2 separate regions of the Mus musculus genome follow, and region 2 is linked to region 1. A link is a contact called in public Hi-C data. All regions are on one chromosome and are shown on one strand. Each heading gives the region's core, a stretch centred on a gene start, on an enhancer-like site or on the middle of the called end of the contact. The rest is flanking DNA. Distances are from core to core; before and after follow the strand shown. Region 1 overlaps 1700008O03Rik (RIKEN cDNA 1700008O03 gene). Region 2 overlaps Myh14 (myosin, heavy polypeptide 14).

What was found. A called contact is a pair of places that touch in the nucleus more often than the background predicts.
Region 2: a contact with region 1 is called in a Hi-C map of cerebral cortex, with 2.5 times the contacts expected there. The contact joins two enhancer-like sites. A contact is called at or near these places in 2 of 39 promoter capture datasets (embryonic stem cells and hippocampal neurons), 1 of 15 datasets of contacts at CTCF or cohesin (large pre-B cells), 7 of 484 Hi-C or Micro-C datasets (cerebellum, cerebral cortex, cortical neurons and 2 more), 6 of 115 datasets of contacts at active chromatin or transcription factors (embryonic stem cells, epiblast stem cells and stem cell-derived neural progenitor cells) and 1 of 9 other capture datasets (embryonic stem cells).

Annotation. Positions count from the first base shown.
Region 1 is chr7:44,358,105-44,361,408 of GRCm38.p6, reverse strand. 1700008O03Rik (RIKEN cDNA 1700008O03 gene) reads left to right here. Exons shown (of 6, transcript NM_027049.1): 5 at 226-359; 6 at 1,028-1,366. The coding sequence ends at 1,223. It overlaps Shank1 (SH3 and multiple ankyrin repeat domains 1), which reads right to left. Exons shown (of 25, transcript NM_001034115.1): 25 at 3,056-3,304. Among named protein-coding and RNA genes, the nearest start is that of Gm39001, 15 kb to the left of the region's middle. Within about 2 kb of position 1,253, at least 264 of the 459 cell types and tissues checked have an H3K27ac peak or open chromatin away from gene starts, as enhancers often do. A contact at or near this core is called in cerebral cortex, where this site is marked.
Region 2 is chr7:44,639,964-44,643,310 of GRCm38.p6, reverse strand. It overlaps Myh14 (myosin, heavy polypeptide 14), which reads left to right. Exons shown (of 42, transcript NM_001271540.1): 12 at 2,132-2,250. Among named protein-coding and RNA genes, the nearest start is that of 2310016G11Rik, 27 kb to the left of the region's middle. Within about 2 kb of position 1,875, at least 11 of the 459 cell types and tissues checked have an H3K27ac peak or open chromatin away from gene starts, as enhancers often do. A contact at or near this core is called in cerebral cortex, where this site is marked.

The DNA.
Region 1 (3,304 bases), core at 4-2,503:
GTCCATGGCTGGTCTCTGGGAGAGTTTCCCTGTAGGGCGGTTATTACAATTTAATTAGTCTAGTTTTTCAGAATGATCTCGAGTAGCAGATGCCTTCACACCCGAGAGACACCTGTGGTCACCCCTTTTGACAAGAGTGTCATAACCTAGCGGGTCTGTAGGTGGAGTCTTGGACCAGGCTCCAGCCTAGGAGATAAGGGCTGAAGTTGATGCATGCCCACGCAGGAAGACTTTACGCACGTGGAGGTGCTGCAGGCTTTGGAGGCCGAGCTGCCCGGGGCCATGGAAAGCGGGCGCGTGAACAGCATCCGCTACGAGAATATGAATGTCATCTGCGGTACTGCGGGCCGCAGGGACAGGTGAGACCATGCATGGGAGTGGTCTAGGGTGAGAGGCTGAGGAACGTAATTGGGAGAGATGCAGCCAGGGAGCGTAATGCTCCATAAACTGAGCTGGGAGGCGGAATTAGAGTGAGAGTGGGAGAGGGGCGGAGCCTAGCATCAGTGGGGGACGGAGGGGGGAGGACACAGGGGGGGTGGGGGGACGGACACAGAGGGCGTGGAACCTAGAGGAGGCTGGTGGTTGAAGTCAGAGTGTAGAGGCCAGTGAGGGATGGAGCTAAAAGCAACTGAAAGACTTGGAGCCTAGAGTGAGTTGAGAAGAGGCGAGGTGAGAGGATGAGGTCAAGGTGAAGGGGAACAGTGAGTTTTGAGGCCCAGAACCACTCAGAGGGACGGGTCCTAGGTTGAGCGGCACTTTTGGCAAAATCAGAATGAAGATAGCATTGGAGGGCTGGCCTGGGCTGGGTAGCATTTAGGGAGGAGTCAGAGTCAGGATGACATTGTGGGGGCAGGTCCTATGCTGAAGGGCTTTTCTAGCGGAGTCTGAGGAGACAGTAGCGAGGGCGGGACCTGGCGCATTCCCAGGTGAGGTGAACGATCCAGCTGAGAAGACCGCAGTGACGCCCGCAAGCGAAGGGGGCCAGGGTGAACCCAAAGACGTCTCTGGGCCTTCACTTCGCCCACAGGTGGCTCATCACCGTCACAGACTTCCAGACGCGGTCACGCCTGCTGCGCTCCGGGCTCACCCTCCGTGGAACCGCGTACCCACTGGTGCGCCACGACGATTTACTGCTGGGGGACTACCGTTTGCACCTGCGCCGCTCTCTGGTCCGAAGGCGCATGCTCGAAGCCCTCGGGGCGGAGCCTGCCGACGAAGATTGACGCACAGCGGGGGCGGGTTCCAGCTGCACCCCGCCCCCAGACCCGGCGAAACGAGAAGGCGTGGCCTCCCTAGGAAGGAGGCGGGGCCGGCTCGAGGGGGTGGATACTGTGAGTTTAATTATAAAGAATGACCTGATACAAAAGCCATTTCTCTCGGCAAAGTCGTGTTGGGCGTGGGGGGCGGGGCGAACCTCCACTCTCATCCACTCGGCCAGAAACGCCAACCTGGTCACAACCTATCCCTGCGACCTTGCAGGACGAGCTCAACTCCTTTCAAGTCCCCTCCCGCCCCCTTGGAAGACAGTTCTAGGGCTTTTATTTCAGGTTTTTCCCCCTTTTGGATTTGTGTGTTCTAGGGTTTTTTTTTTTAATTTTTATTTTGCTTTGTATATTTTTCTTTTGCTATTGTTTCTCTTTTTGCTTGGTCTCTCCTCTCCACCCCGCTCCCCCATCCAATCCCTCCCCCTTCCCTCTCCCCGCTCCTTCACCCCCACCCCCACCCCTTACGCCCTCCCCAACCCCGCGGCACCCATCCGGAATTAACAAGCCCTTGATAGACAGGCGCCGCGCAGGCCCCCTGCGGACGGGGGGCATCCGACCAGGGGGAGGGGGCGGGTAGGGGCCCAGCGCCACCACCTCTCCAGCCCTCGCCACCCCTCCCCCTCCCGTGACCCTCCCACAAGGTTCCCTGCATTTCCCTGACGTGGTGAGGGGAGGGGGCTGGCCCTCCCCTCGTGGATGGAGCGCCCCAGGGGCGCCTGGGGACAGCTATAGGGAATGGGGTGGGGGGAAGGAGGGGAGCTCCCTTCTTTGGCAGCTGAACATAGGGGGGAACCTGAGGGCGATGCCTTCTCCCCTTTTATCCACAGCAGGGGAGGGGGCTACCTAGGGGAGGAGAGGTGGCTTTAATTCCCAAGCCCCAGAAGCAGGGAGGGGGAACGTGCGGGGAGGGAGGAGCCATGCTGTAAGGATGGGGGCGTAATCTGGGAGAGAAGAAAGGGTTGGGGAGGAGAGGGGAATCTTCGTGCAAAATGGACAGACAGATGAATGGTCTAAGAATGACAGGACTGGGTGACAGCCTAGTGAGCTGGGAGCCAGCGTGCATGCGCAGGGTCTCCTCTCCCTAGGAAAAGCAGGGGGAGGTGAGCGAAGACCTAGGGTGGGTGCAGAAAATGAGAAGAGAGGACTGGCTAAGAGTATGCAGAGAGGCGAATACGCAAACCAAAAAGAGGCCAGGCTCTGCAGGGCAACTGGGGAAAGTCATCTAGAAAGATCAGAACAGCGCAGCAAGCACATCCCATACCTGAGCACCATTAAAGAAGGAAGAAGAAGAAGAAGAAGAAGAAGAAAGAAGAAGAAGAAGAAGAAGAAGAAGAAGAAGAAGAAGAAGAAGAAGAAGAAGAAGAAGGAAGAAGAAGAAGAAGAAGAAGAAGAAGAAGAAGAAGAAGAAGAAGAAAGAAGAAGAAGAAGAAGAAGAAGAAGAAGAAGAAGAAGAAGAAGAAGAAGAAGAAGAAGAAGAAGAAGAAGAAGAAAGAAGAAGAAGAAGAAGAAGAAAAAGAAGAAGGAGGCTGGGGGCAGGGGTGGAGAATGGGCCGGGGAGGGCAAGTGCACAAGAGGAAGTGTGCAAGGGTACACAAGAAAGCAAGGAAACCGGTGAACAGAAGTAGCCTGGCGTGGTGACGCACGCCTTTAATCCCAGCATATGGGAGGCAGAGGCAATCTCTGAGTTCCAGGACAGCCAGGGTTCCACAGAGAAACCCTTTCTCAGGAAACAAAACAAAACAGCAGTGAACAGGAATGTGAAGGAGAAGGATGAGGAGCCGGGGGAGAAGGGGTTAAACATTTGGAAAGAGTTCAGGGCCATGAGTGTGAGGGGTGTGCTAAGTGTCAGAGAAAATAGAGAAGGCCGGGCACAGGAGTGCCACCATGAGAGGGAGAGTAAGGGCTTAGGGGTGGCAAGACAGGAAAGTGGCCCTGGACGTGAGAGCGGAGGTGAGTGTGTTCAGAGCATGTACAGAGAGAGCAGAGAGCACGGGTGGCCAGGGGCTATGGGAGTATGCCTGGGTCTGGGAGCAGGAGAG
Region 2 (3,347 bases), core at 626-3,125, 280 kb before region 1:
GATAGGTAGACAGCCCCACCCATGCCCGAGAATCACCTCTCCTCCTCCAGCCTTGGGTCCTTTTTTTTTCTTTTTAAAAATACTTTATTTATTTTATGTGCATCAGTGTTTTGCCTGCACGCATGTCCGTATGAGGATGTCAGATCCTTTGGAACTAGAGTTACAGACAGTTGTGAGCTGCCGTGTGGGTGCTGAGAATTGAACACGGGTCTTCTGGAAGAGTAGCCAGTGCTCTTAGCCACTGAGCCGTCTTCCTAGCCCCTACATTGGGCCCTTTTAATTCCTGATCTTCCTGCCTCTGCCCCTCAAGTGCTGAGGTTTACCATCTGTGCCACCACACCCAATTTCACATCCCCCTCCTTGATTTTGTTAAACAATGAAAATCACCAATTCTCTTTTTTTAAAAGATTTATTTATTTATTTTATGTATGTGAATATACTGTAGCTGTACGATGGTTGTGAGCCTTCATATGGTTGTTGAGAGTTGAATTTTTAAGACCTCTGTCCTGCTCACTCTGGTCAACTCTGCTTGCTCCGGCCCAAAGATTTATTTATTATTATATGTAAGTACACTGTAGCTGGCTTCAGATGCACCAGAAGAGGGCGTCAAATCTCATTATGGGTGGTTGAGAGCCACCATGTGGTTGCTGGGATTTGAACTCAGGACCTTTGGAAGAGCAGTCAGTGCTTTTACCCGCTGAGCCATCTCGCCAGCCCGAAAATCACTAATTCTTGCTGTCGCTTCTTGTTCATTATTTGGGACTGGGCCATATGTAGCTCTGGATGGCCTTGAACTTCCTAATCCTCTTGCATCCAACCCCCTTTTTTTTTATTTGTTTTTTTCGAGATAGGGTTTCTCTGTGTAGCCCTGGCTATCTTAGAGCTCTCTCTGTAGACCAGGCTGGCCTTGAACTCACAGAGATTCACCTGCCTCTGCATCCTGAGTGCTGGGATTTGGTTGTCAAGAAAGGAGAGACAACTGCCCACAGTCAGACTCCAATGCTGTCTGCGTCCTCGGGGTCTCCCCTGGGGTTTTCCTACCCTGTGCCGGTGTAGCTGGAGATCCAGACAGAAATAGAGTTCACGGGCTCCCTCTGGACATCTGAAGCTCTCTGTCCTGGTTATAAAAACCCTCCAGCTCACTCTCAAACTGCACAGCTCTGAAAATCTGGGGAACTGGGGCACTGCTCCCCGCTCACCCAGCCCTGCAGCGCCCACTTGTGGCCACCGGGGGGTGCTATTCACCAACCCGGCACTGTCCTGCACTACCTGTTTGCTTTACTTAATTGGGGGCAAACACTACACGTTTTTCTTTTTTCTTTATTTTATCTTTTTGGTGTGTATGTTGGGGATGGGGGTGTTCGAGACAGGGTTTTTCTGTGTATGTCTGGCTGTTCTAAAACTCACTCTGTTGACCAGGCTGCCCCCAAACTCAGAGACCCGCCTGCCTCTGCCTCCTGGGTGCCCGGTGCTGAGTACTGAGATTAAAGGCGCGTACCACCACTTCGTGGCTACAAACCTTTCTGAAACCTGCTTATTTCCCTTCATGCCTCAAGGAATAACTTTATGTTTTAACTAGAACCCAATGGTTGCGAGTGTTGGGGTCAGGTAGGATCTCATGTAGCCCAGATTGGCCCTCAACTTGCTTTATAGTTGAGGGTGACCTTGAATTCTTGATTCTCCTCCCTCAGACTCTCAGATACTGGGTTGGCAGGTATGTGCCACCATGTCTGACTCTGGTGCCTTTTTAATGCATTTCTTTCTAGGCTTCTCTTTTTTCTTCTGTGGGGCCAAGAGCAGAGTAAGCTTTCCCTCCGTGGAGCTGACGGATGCCTGGGAACGTGGCTTGATTCAGGCTTTAATTCAGAGTAGAAAGGGAAACACGCCTCCCACGCAGCCCTGGCGTGCTCCGCCGCAAACATCCATCTATTTAACGTGCTAGTGCAGAGGTGTGCTAGTTGTTCCTGCTGAAAATGTGCATCACCCAAGGCCCAGAGGCACAGGCCTCTTAACCCAGCGCCTGGTTCGCTCAGGATGCTCCTCCCAGAAAGGGCCACCTCCACCTCTTTCCCCCAACGGAGGGGTCCGATGTCCCTCCCCACTAACCCCTGTCACCTGCTCTCTCCCTCAGCTGCCCAGAAGCTTTGCCGCCTCTTGGGACTCGGAGTGACCGACTTCTCCAGAGCCCTTCTCACACCCCGCATCAAAGTGGGCCGAGATTATGTTCAGAAAGCACAAACCAAGGAGCAGGTAGGCGGGATTCAGCGGTAGGCGGGATTCAGTGGTAGGCGGGATTCAGTGGTAGGCGGGATTCAGTGGTAGGCGGGATCAAGCCCTGTGAGGGCAGGAAGGACTGGCTTACGGTTTGTGATCCTGGGACTTTTAAATATTATTATTACAATTATTTGTTTATTTGTTGGGGGAGGGGCACTGCCACAGCATGCAGGCTGGCACCAGAGCACCAACAGCAGTTAGTTTTGTCCTTCTACCACGTGGGTCCTGGGGATTGAACTCAGGTCGTCAGGCTTGGCAGCGAGCTCCTTTATCTTCAGAATCCTCTTACTAGGTCTTTAAGCAGCGTTCCCCATCTCTCACACTCAGCAACCTTGCCTGCCCTTATTCTATCACCAGGCTGGGGGCGGGGTGAGGGTGAGCAATAATGAAAACACAGATCAAGGCTGGGAGGTCGCTCCACAGCAAGTGCTGGCCTCACAAGCACGTGGACCCAAGTCCCACGAACCCCAGAACCCACGTAAAGAGCTGTGGCGATGAACACAGGAGGACCCCTGGCTTTTACTGGTCAGCCGCTCTAGCTGAGTGAACAAGCCCCAGCCTCAGTGAGAGACTCTCTCTGAAAGAACTAGATGGGAAATGGCTCTTCCCAAGGCATGACACCTGAGCTTGACCTCTGGCCTCCACACCCTCATGAGCCCTCACATGTGCACACACATACAAGCGAAAATGAAGACTTGTCTCTCAGGGGCTTGGGATGTACTCTGGCCATTGTTCTCACCCTTTCTAATACTTCCACCCTTTAACACAGTTGTTCCGTTGTGGTGGTGATCCCTAACCATAAAGTTATTTTATTGCTACTTTATAACTGTAAATTTGCTACTGTTTTAAATGGTATTGTGAATATCTGATATGCAAGAGATCTTACATGTGTCCTCTGTGGGGGGCCCCCCCCGACCCACGAGTTGAGAAACACTGAGCTAGGGACATGGCGAATAAGCAGGTTAATGAAAAGGATGGTTCTGTTTAGCGATGCCTCTGCGGAGGAGGTTTAGTGATGTCAAAACAAAGGATCGAGGGAGAGGGAGAGGGTCCCTGAAACCATGCTCAGTGGG